Regions from separate parts of the Mus musculus genome. Here region 2 is linked to region 1. A link is a contact called in public Micro-C data. All regions are on one chromosome and are shown on one strand. The core of a region is the stretch at or near the end of the contact, and the rest is flanking DNA. Distances in the headings are between cores, read along the strand shown. Region 1 holds the start of Wls (wntless WNT ligand secretion mediator). Region 2 holds the start of Lrrc7 (leucine rich repeat containing 7).

The links. Hi-C and Micro-C count contacts between places; a contact is called where the count stands out from the background.
Region 2: a Micro-C map of embryonic stem cells shows a contact between it and region 1, with 6 times the contacts expected there. The contact joins the promoter of Lrrc7 here to the promoter of Wls in region 1. A contact is called at or near these places in 7 of 39 promoter capture datasets (cranial neural crest, embryonic stem cells, hippocampal neurons and 2 more), 3 of 484 Hi-C or Micro-C datasets (all in embryonic stem cells) and 1 of 115 datasets of contacts at active chromatin or transcription factors (astrocytes).

Annotation. Positions count from the first base shown.
Region 1 is chr3:159,836,183-159,841,917 of GRCm38.p6, forward strand. It overlaps Wls (wntless WNT ligand secretion mediator), which reads left to right and starts at 3,468. Exons shown (of 12, transcript NM_026582.5): 1 at 3,468-3,865. The coding sequence starts at 3,760.
Region 2 is chr3:158,559,515-158,565,249 of GRCm38.p6, forward strand. It overlaps Lrrc7 (leucine rich repeat containing 7), which reads right to left and starts at 2,247. Exons shown (of 28, transcript NM_001081358.3): 1 at 1,592-2,247.

The DNA of each region.
Region 1 (5,735 bases), core at 2,218-4,717:
GATGACTCAAAATAAACATTTCTTTGATGGATGGGGGCAACTGTGTGTGTACATGTACGTGTGGGGGGGTGATGGTTACATACCCACACACATATGTACAGAGGCTAGTGAAGAACATACATGTCTTGCTCTATCACTCTTAATCCTCATCCCCTTGACAAAGGGTCTCCCACTGTACTTGGAGCCAGGCTGGTAGCTAGCAAACCCCAATAATATCCTTTTCTCTGCCTTCTACAGTGCAAGAGTTACAGGCATGTGCATCCATAATTGGTTTTGGTTTTGTTTTGTTTTGCTTTGTTTTTAATCTATATGCTAGGGGTTCAAACTCAGGTCATTCATACTTTCTCTTACACACTGAGCCATGTCTCTCTGTTTCAGGGAGCAATTTTTTTAATGTTGTTTTTTTTTTTTTTTTTTTTTTTTTTTTTTACAAGTACTATTGTCAAGTGGAAATAATCTTCTGGTCATCTTCAAAAGTGTGCTTCAAAAAGTGTGTTTGTAGGCTGGTTGTGGTGACACACACTTGTAATATCATCATCTAGGAGTCCAAAACAAGAAGGTCATGAGTATACAGCAACTTTAATAAATAGCAAGATAATACTTATTAAAAATATTCATAACATGATCAAATGTTATATCTGAGAAACAACTAATCTCTGATTAGCCTTACTAGTTTTTTTTTTTTTAAGAGAAAAACTCATATATCTTAGGCTGGCCTCAAATTCCATATATGAAGGATGACTTCTGATCTTCTTGATCTTCCCTGTTGAGTGCTGGGATTACAGATGTGTGCCACCATACCCAGTTTATGCACTGCTAGGATTAAAACTAGGGTTTTGTGCATGCTCAGAAAGCACCAGAGTTTCTAGCTTTCTTTCTTTGATCAAGATTATTGATTCAATTGTTGTGTCTTCTTATACACTTATATAAGTGTCTATACCTTGTAAGAACATACCATACGCTTGGTATTATTATCATTTTTCTTTTATAGGTGAGAACATTGAGCCTTGGAGCGCACTATTAACTATAATGTACTGTAGTTTCACACAGCAGGGGCAGGAATCTAGATTCCATTCCAGGAAAAACATTTAAGCCTTTTTTCTACATATTTATGTTATCAAATTGGGAAATGAATTTTGATAGTCATTATTAATATTTACAAAGACAACAGAAACTGAAATTTAAAAGCATCTCATGGAGAAACTCCTATCACAAAACCCACTCTATGAGAAAAGAATAACACATTTACTCAAAGCTTTCCATTATATATGCAAAGAAACCTATTCAAGACCAATGATACATGGAAGGTAACTGTAATGGTTTGAATGAGATTGCCTCCATAGGCTTATGTATCTAAACACTTGTTTCTCAATTGGTAGAACCTTTTGTTCTGTTTTGTGTTGTTTTGTTTTGTTTTGGGAAGGAGGAAGAAATGTGGTCTTATCAGAGAAGAGTTTTCACCAGGGGTAGAATTTGAAGTTTCAAACGGCTCAGGGATTCCCTGTTATCTTTCCCTCTCCCTCCTACTTGGGAATCAACTGTTCCTTTGCCATACCTTTACTCTAAAATCATGAACTCTCACTCACTGGCACTGTAAGTCCATATAAACTCTTTATTCTAGAAATTGTCAAGGTCATGATGTGTTATCATGGATATAGAAAAGTAACTAAGACTCTATCTGATTTTATGCTTAGGCTTGATGAAGCAGGGACGGTGATATAAAAAGATGATTCTTAAAGGGCCATGAGCCAATTGAAATGAACACTTCAGTTTTAGCAATCCCATTATCCAGTTTCCAGCAGGATCCCTATGGAATAAGGATATCAATTTCTTCCTCCCTTCCCTCCTTTTTCCTTTTCCTTCCTTCTTTTTCTCTCCTCCTCCTCCTCCTCCTCCCTCTTTCTTCTTCTTCCTCTCTCTCTCTCTCTCTCTCTCTCTCACACACACACACACAGCAATTACAATTTGGAAAATCATTATACAGTGAATCACAACTACCCTGTAGTTCCTTCAGAATACTCTTGAAGTTTTGATATAATCTCTAGTGCTCAGGAAGGAAAAGAAAACACATTAAGATTGTAAGCAAATGTTGGACAAGTAACTGAAGGAAGAAGAGGACAGTAAATAGTTCCTCCACAGGAAGATGACAAGAAGCAAGAAATCAGGTATGCTGGTGGCTTTGGAAACCTGTACTGGGAGGCCAGGAGGTACCTTTATAAAGCTAATGTGTGATTTGAGTTGCATTGGCTAAATAGACAGTTTATGAAACATGGAAAAACCAGGCCCTGGAGTTTGGGTCAGCCTTATCAAGAAATCTCTTAAGATCACCACTTTTCCTTGGATGTAGTGTATCAATATAAGTAAATCTCTCAAAGAGCTAACATTCTCTTTCCTCCTCTGCCTTCCATGGGGTTTGAATCTAGGACCTCAGATCAAGTTAAACAAGAGGCCCAGATCACTTTTTAGTTTTTGTTTTGAGATAGGGTCTCTAAAATTATCCAGGTTGGTCGTAAATTACTAATCCTCCTGACTCAGCCTCCTAGTAGCTGTGACCACCCACCTGAAACTCTAACTGGTACTATTTAACATGTATACTACCTACCCAACTAAAGTCCTTTAGGCTTTTTAAATGCAAGCTGTGGGCTTGCTTAAACATTCACTCATTTATTCATTCCACCAAAGTTCATGCAGGGTCTCCTAGTGTGAGAATTTTGTTAGGCACTGAGGGGTGGGGGCAGATACAAAGAGAATTGAACTTGGTCCCAGTCTCCCAGAAATTTACAGCTTAGTAATGGAAACAAATGTGCATTCATAAGACCTTATAGAAGGTGAAAATGTGAGAGCATGATTGGAGGGGATCGACCCTTGGAACATAAAGGTGGTGTAAAAAACCAAAACAAGAATTTTAAAACAAGTCGAGTTTTCAATGAACTTTAAAGCGTTTAGGTAATAGTCAACACCAAGACTGGCAGTCCAGGGTAGAGTAAGGAACAGACGTTTGATTTGTCTGGATAATAAGGCTCTTGAAGGGCCGTGTAATGAGGAATTTAGCGGGTTATAATTCCAGGATAGGGCAAGGCAGAAGGTACCAGAACAGAGACCTTATTTCTTCTCTTTATACTTTGACTTAACTTCATTAGACTCCTTTTTAAAATTCACCTCTTTCCTAGCGTTCAAATGGCTGGTGGTGGGGTGGGTTCAACATGTAAGTTAAGGGTTTGCAAAGAGGCCCATGAGTAACTTAAATCCCATACTTTGGGAACCCGAAAAGGAAACATGGTAGAGACTGCGTATGCCAAGCCCATTTAACAACACCAGCCACCCGACCCCCCTCAAGATGTTAGCTGTTGCCGGGGCAAGCTGCAGGCCAGACCTGAGGGCGGGTAGCCAGAGCTGGCGGGAGCTGAGATCCCTGAACTGGCGGGCCAGGGTTGAGGAAGAGAGGGAGGGAGGGAGGGAGGAAGCGCGAGAGGGAGGGAGGAAGAAAGAGAGGGAGGCGTGTCATGTGATCCGCTTCCCTGCTTCTTTAAGCGTCCACTGGCTGCCGGGCGGCCGCAGTCTCAGCTCTGGGCATCTGGGGAGCCCAAGCGGCTTCGCCCAGGCATCCGCGCGGGCGCCTGCGGTCTGTCCCACCTCCTCTGCTAACGCACCCTTGAAGTTTTGCAGCACCAGGAAAAGAGGGCAAGGAAGAAGGAGAGGGGAAGCGAAAGCATACCCTAAAACATTTACTTAAAGGAGAAAAGAAAGGGGGTCGCAGAAATGGCTGGGGCAATTATAGAAAACATGAGTACCAAGAAGCTCTGCATTGTTGGAGGGATTCTTCTGGTTTTCCAAATCGTTGCCTTTCTGGTGGGAGGCTTGATCGGTAAGTGTGAGAGCTGCAAACTTTCCCCTTTCCCTTTCTTCGGCCCTTCCCTCTTTTGCCTCTTGGGCTACTTGTTACAGTATCGCTGCCTTGCCTCTATGATCTAATTAGTCCGGCTATTGTGCTTAAGAAAGCAGAGCTCCATGGGGCTCCATGGGGCACAATCCAGTCTAGTGGCAAAGAGAAAAGGAGGGGAAAAGTTTTGGCCTAGTTTCAGTATCCACTTGAAAGGCAGGAGGGGGTGGGGGTGGATCTTAAGCATGGCGACGGATCGCGAGGAAGTGCTGGGTCGCAAAGTTGATTGCTCCCCGTGCTCTTTCCCTCGCCCGCCCCCCTTTCCCTCTCGGTTCCCTTCCAATCAGCACCGGGAGGGCAACGTAATCGACTTTATTAGGAATAACAGGGGAGTCGGGAGCTAAGCCCTGTGCCAGCCGCGAGCTGTTACTGGCTGTGGCTTGTGTAAATGCATTAGGTTGTCTCGGCGAGGGACTAGAGCTGGTTTTAGGGTCTCAACCTTTAAGCCCTTGGCTTCCATGCCGCCACCCCACCCATCTCTGGCGGTGGACTTGTTTGAACTGAGGACTCATAGAGTGGTTTGGGAGAGTCCTGGCCCTCTCAGCACGAACTTGGAGAGGGCGTAGGAGAAAGCCTGTCTGAAAGGTGTTGCTTTTGCCTCTTGTCCCCTCTGCCATCTCCCCTCCCCCTCTGCTTTGAGCCCCAAGATCCAGTGAGTCTGAAGCCTGAGGTCCTCCCCTGGCGCCAGGAGGATGTTTCCTGCTCCCTCCTGGGCTGCCCTCAGGTGACAGCTCCCAGGCGCCAGGGAGACTTTCTCAGTGCGCACCAAAAAAAAAAAAAAAAAAAAAGGCTTCGAACGTAACTGACCTTCTGCCTTAGGATCCACTCGGAAAACTCAACTTACTCCTACTGTCTTTTCCACCTCATGTCCCTTTCTCCTCAAGGTTCCGGACATCCTTGGACAAACTTCAGTGCCAACTTCGGAGCGGGCGCTGCTGGGCAGCTTAGCTTCCTTGGGGCTGGCTGTTGCTCTTGGCTGGGTGGAAGAGCTCAAGCAGGGGTCTGTGCTTCTTGAGGGAGTCCCTGGGCAGCGCAGGAGCTCCCTTGAGGGGGTGAGAGTAGTGGGTACGGTGTTTTTCCTATAGACTAGGGTGTGTTGGGTTAGCATTCCAGAGTGTCTGGTAATGGCAATCTTTGTAACACCAGGCTAAGTGTTTTAAACAAAGGAGAGGAGAAGCTTCAAGAAGGGAGTTCTGAGGAGGTCGAGTACACATTTCTAAGCCTCTGTCCTCCATATGGGCAAAGCACACAGAAACACACACACACACACACACACACACACACACACACACACACACACACACACAGCTTTTGTTTCGTTACGCCATGTACAATCTCTTTTTCTCTGAATTGGATTTTCCAGGCTCTTAATACTTCTCTGCTGGGAGCTGTAGGCAGAAGCAGTCTCAGTGATTACACCGCGGTTACAATTACACCTCTTGTTTCCCTTGATGAGCAGTTGCAGTTGGATGCTATTGGATCTTGTGTGATTTCAGTGGCAGACCATCATAAAATTTCTTGCACCTTGTGCTTTCAGGATTAAATTGGCCTATTATCCTTGCCTGACCTTCTCCTTTGAGGTTTTTTGCACACAGTAAACCATTACAGTTTCCTGTAGCTGCACCCCACCCCACCCCACGAAGCTGATGTGGGCCCACATACCTCTTGGTTCCTGTAGTAGGTTCCCTATAGCACTTCTGGAACTAGCATGTTTTCTGGAACCTCACCATTACAGTGGAGATCCCAAAGACCCCCTGCAAGTGTTTGCTGGACATTAGAATTACCAGTTAGAGCA
Region 2 (5,735 bases), core at 997-3,496, 1.3 Mb before region 1:
ACTGGAGGGAACGTTGAAACAAAGAATGTAGGATGTTGCTAACCAAGAGGCATCTCAGGCTGAGTTCCCTTTCGCTTTCTTTCACCTCTGGTCAACTTTATTAAAAATAAAAGGGAACTTCAGCAACTGGGATGCTGAGCTTCTCATAGGCTCAGCTTGAAACAAAGAAAAGCTACTTCCTAATACAGTTTCTCTTGCGTTGGAGGGATCACGTGTTCACTTTCACTGGTATGCACTCTGCTCGCCCACGCGATAAAACCTCTATTGTGCTTAGAAATTTTGCTCAGGTTAAAATATGCTCAAACACAAATTGCTTCTCATCCATCAGCAGAGCCCCATCTAGAGACTCGGGTGCACATGCTCTCCTGCTGACCCAATTACCACTGCAGGTAATTCCGATGTGCTTAAGTGTACAGGGAAAGTAATAGCAAAGAGCAGGTGGAGGCCCGCTGCCTCAATTCCCACCCACCCCCTCCTGCTTTCTGAGATTCCTTTTGATGGAGAACTTGGAAAGGACGTGGGAGTCACAGATGGTTCCTTCCTGAGGCCGATTCCCAGGAGTTGTGAAAGTAACCCCTTCCCTGCCTGGTGAGGTGCCACTTGCTTTGTGCCTTGGTGAGGAGGGGCAACCAGCAAGAAGGGGGTGGGGGGCGGAGGCGGATCTTTTCTCTCCCCAACCCTGATGGCCAAGTAGTGTAATGAAGCAATTTTGCAGCCATCTCGGTTATGAAGTCACTGTTTTTAACGACAATCTGTGCAGCCCCCACCCCCATCCCGCCCCCATCTTGACTCTAAATTTGATGATATAGGAGATCTCTGGTAGCCCAGCTAATTGTCTGCAAGCAGAGTGTCACAGTTACCCCAATATTGGCGGTCTTAGCTCCTTTTTCAAATACAATCCAAGGCATGTCCTGAATCCCAAAAGACCCCGGAGGATGCCAAGGGACCCAGAGCTGTACCAGGAGCAGTGAGATTCCCTAGCTTCTCTCACAGAACACAAAGGAGTTGCCTGGCTTAGAGAGTCAAGCATCTTCTCAGACTCCAAGGAAAGCACTCGCCCCATCCCTTCCCACTTCTTTCTGTCCTTTAGTCTTTCCTTCTTTCCCATCCCATTCTTCTCCCCAAACCCCACCCTTTTCTTTTCACCCTCAGTGACACCCCAATAATTCCTTTATAGACACCAAGACAGTAATACACCTTTCAAGATAAAGCACAAGTGTGTGCTGCCACAAGTGTGTGTGTGTGTGTGTGTGTGTGTATCACACTTGCTCCATCCCTCACACACCACGGGGAAAGCAGACTGGATACCCCAGGATCAAAAAAAAAAAAAAAATGCAGAAAGCCATATCTCTCAGGACTCCGTGGTCCCAGCATCAGTTCCCCGCACTCGCTCCTCACCTTTCCTTTTCGCAATATGTAACCCTTTAGAGTCCCTTGACCATCCAAAGCGCCGGGCTCCTAAGCACTTGTCCAGCTATCGCTGGATTCCACAGACCGGCAACCGCCCCAACGCTGAGGCACCCGGGCCACCTGAGCCTCCCAGATCCCCACTCCTGGACCGTGGGCAGAGGTCCCCCAATGCCCTACTCACATCGCCGGAAGCAGAAACTACCCATGAGGGTCCAAGGAGTGAAGGCCTTGCAGCTGCTGAGGGTTACTCCTTAAAGTGCTCTGGGGTCCGCAGTGAAGCCAGTAGGGGAGTCCTCCGAAGCAAAGGCAGAGGGGACTCCAGGCAGATGCGGTGTCAGACCATGGTGCCACTGCCCTTCAGGTGCAGGAGAGGAGAGGCGCCCCTGGGGAGCCGGGAGCCCGCCCGGAGCACCACTGCGGCCAGTCCCCGGCCTCCGCCCGCCCAGAGCGCCGCGCTAGCGACCGTAGCAGCAGCAGTGGCGGCGGCGGCGGCGGAGGCGCAGCTCCCTCCCCGCCCCCAGAAGGCTCCACAGACAATAAATCCTGGGTGGAGAAGAGAAAGGCAGCGCGGGCGAATCGTGTACCCAACTCGGCTGCTGCCCCGGCTGGCCGCGACGCCTCTGAAGAGGCGAGGGACCCCGTGGCCCGGGGCGCAGCAAGCACTGGCTGGGCTCTTGCGCTCCCGCAGTTGCGGGTGGCGGCGGGGGTCCTGGGTGGGCGGCTGCAGGTCGCGCTTGCCCAGAGGCTGGGTGGCCGTGGCTTGGAGCCCAGGGTTGGCCCGGAACGGGGTCCTCCGTGGTGCCGCGGCTTGGCGCACAGGTGCCAGGATTGGCAGACGAGGCGCTGCTCCTGGCTCGCGCCTGTGACTCCCCACTCTCCCCGCCCCCTCTCTTTCCTCCCACCCCCTTTTCCGACGACACCAGCTGCAGCTGCTTCAAAGTGTGAAAAATGTCAAGGAGATTTTCCAGGGCTCAGAGAGGATGACCACCACCTTGCCAGACCTCAGCCATTCTTGGACTACCTTGCTTGCCCCTTATGACCTCTACTTGGACTCCCTGCAATTTGGAGGAGCAAGATCTCAGTCCCGCGGAGAAATGAGATGTTCTAGCTTTCTCTGGTTCCGTTACCACCCGCAGCTTTTAGACAGCCAGTTGAGCTCTCTAGGTCCCTCAGTTGCCTGGAGTACACAAAGCAGGTGTCATCAGGCTCGCACGGGGCAGCGCGGGCTCCCCCGGCGTTCTCCCACCAGCCCGGGGCGCTCCTGCTGGCGGCACGGTGTTCTGCAGCGCCGGGAATCCGCCAGCACCGCGGCTCCAGGCCTGTGCGCTGGGTGCTCCCGCACCAGTTCAGTGACGCTGCGCGTGGCTCCGCAGGCTGCCGCTCCTGCTACCTCAGCAAAGAGACCGCCAGGAGTGCCTCCTCGGGGTTTCCTCCCTGCCTGCGTTGCAGGCTGCAGGTTGCAGGCTGCCCAAGGAAAAGGTCTGCTTCTGAGTCCAGTGGCTTATTCAGTACTACCATAGAGAGTCAATGGCAGCTTTCAAGACCCCTTTCCATTTTGGTCTGAGATTGCTGTTCAGGGGATGTACAAAAAATGAGAAGTGTTTCCCAACTTCCTTTCATTTATTCACAATCCTGCTCCTTCTGCCCCGAACTCAGGAACATTCGCTCCTCCACACATATTCACCGGAAAGCACACACAGAAAAATACAGACATGTACAAAAAGCTTTAAAAAGCATAGTGATGAGACTAGTGCTATATTTAGACCCCCTGCTTTCTAGACGAAACCGAATTCCTTCTATCCCGGGATTCTTCTGTGATTTAGAAGTGATAGGGCTAGGGGCCTCCCCCTTTTCTCTCCAATGCCAGTGGACTGTGACATTCAGATGCTACTTGGAGTTGGGTGAACTCCCAAAAGTGCTGGCATGTATCTTATATCTGGAATACGAAAAGTCTTCAAGGTTAAACATCGAACCCTGCCCCCACCCCAGGCTGCCAGGAATTGTCTAGGAAGAGATTGGAGACTGAGACTTCATCTATAGATAGTCATGGAAGAGGATTACTGCTTTATCTGGAAAAGGTGAAAAGGTTGGTGGCCTCTTAAGGAGACTTCCCTTAATTTACACAAAGAAGAGGAAAGGAGTGCATTTTGGAAAACCACATTTTTAAGAAAAAAAGCATTGTGAAACAGTGTAAAACTTCTTCTGAAAGTGGCAAAGAAATGACAAAATTTGTTGAAAGGACACTTTTTTAAACCTAACTTTTGTTGAACTCTTCCCCCCCCCCCCCCGCAGATTTGTTCTGTGAACATCTCACTGTAAGTTACAATATCTCAGCTGGAGGAGATGCTGTGAAAAAAATTAGATAGGAATTGAAAATCTATTAAAATAGCTCATCACGGCTTATGCCCCATTACAGAAATCCTTTGCAAGGTTCCAGTTCTTTTCAGTACTGCTTACAATGTTCTTTCTCACAGTCTTTCACTTCTTTCCTAAAGCTGTATGTTGGGCCCACCCTTATGAAAAAGACAGAAAAAGCTCCTCTGAGCTTAGAACTGTCTGCATTAGAACTCAGAACTTCTTACTCTAACTTGATGATCCACTCTCCTATCAAAACATTTCAAATTCTATCCAGCGTCACAGTTGGCTACAAGTAACTTCTGGCCTTCATAAACGAAAAGATGCCCTCCCATTAGGTAGGAGAAATTGTTTTTCTTTCCAATGGGAGAAAACTTTTGAAACCGAAAACTAAAATTCAGTGCCACCACAATATCATATTTTAAACCACATGCCTTCTTTCTCCTTTTTCTTTAGATTATAATCTCACTTTGGGCCATAAATATCCAGACAAAAGGCATTTTGTGGTGGAATGTGAATACAGCACTAGAAGTGACAGTGAAGAAGTTTTGGCTACAAGGCCCAGGACACCTCCCCCACCCCCAACTATTATTTATGAACCTTGAAGGAAACTTGGCAACCTTCAGTATTTATACAATGAAGTGTATTGATGATGTCAGTGGTTTCACAGAATTATAGAACTACTGAAATGCAAATGTTCTTTTGTCTTTAAACTCCAACTTTTCCTGTCTCCAACACTACTTCTAACTATATGTAGATGATACTCAGAAAACTTCATGCAGATGCTTGACATCTAAAAATTCACAATTTACAAAGTTAGACCAGAGAGTTTTAAGACTAGCTATTCAATATGCATCTACATATGGTTAGATATTAAGCTATAAAATTTTATGAGGTGCTAATCAAGTTCTTTGACTCATACTATTAAAATCATTGAAATGATAATCTATTCTTAGGATGAGCAGGTCTAAACCTTACTTGAAAATAAAAGGCATGATGATATTAAATTGTTAGGTGCCAAAAACTTTGTGTATAATTCTTTCTTGATGTCTGCAATATTTACCAAGATATTCTCTTTGAGGGATTCTTGATTAAGGTAAAACTACACACACACAGAGGGCAGTGTTTCATTTTTTTTAATTAGATGTTTTCATCATTTACATTTCAAATGCTATCCCCTTTCCTAGTTTCCTCTTTGAAAATCCTCTATACCCTCCCCCCTCCCCCTGCACCCCAACCCACACACTCGCACTTCCTGGCCCTTCCCTTATACTGGGGCATAGAGTCTTCAAAAGATCAAGGGCCTCTCCTCCCATTGATGGTCTACTAGGTCATCCTCTGCTACATATGCAGCTAGAGGCATGAGCTCTGGGGGTACTGGTTAGCACATATTGTTATTCCTCCTACAGGGCTGCAGACTCCTTCAGTTCCTTGGGTATTTCTCTAGCTCCTTCATTGGGGACCCTGTGTTCCATCCAATAGATGACTGTAAGCATCTACTTTTGTATTTGCCAGGCACTGGCATAGCCTCACAGGAGGCAGCTATCAAGGTCTTGTCAGCAAAATCTTGTTGGTATATGCAATAGTGTCTGGGTTTGGTGGTTGTTTATGGGATGGATCCCTGAGTGGGGCAGCAGTCCCTGGATGGTCCTTTCTTCCGTCTTAGCTCTAAACTTTGTCTCTGTAACTCCTTCCATGGGTATTTTGTTCCCCATTCTAAGAAGGAACGAAGTATCCACACTTTGGTCTTCCTTCTTCTTGAGTTTCATGTGTTTTGCAAATTGTATCTCGGGTATTTTAAGTTTCTTGACTAATATCTCCTTATCAGTGAGTGCTTATCGTGTGTTCTTTTGTGTTTGGGTTACCTCACTCAGGATGATATCCTCCAGATCCATCCATTTGCTTAAGAATTTCGTGAATTCATTGTTTTTAATTGCTGAGTAGTACTCCATTGTGTAAATGACACTCCT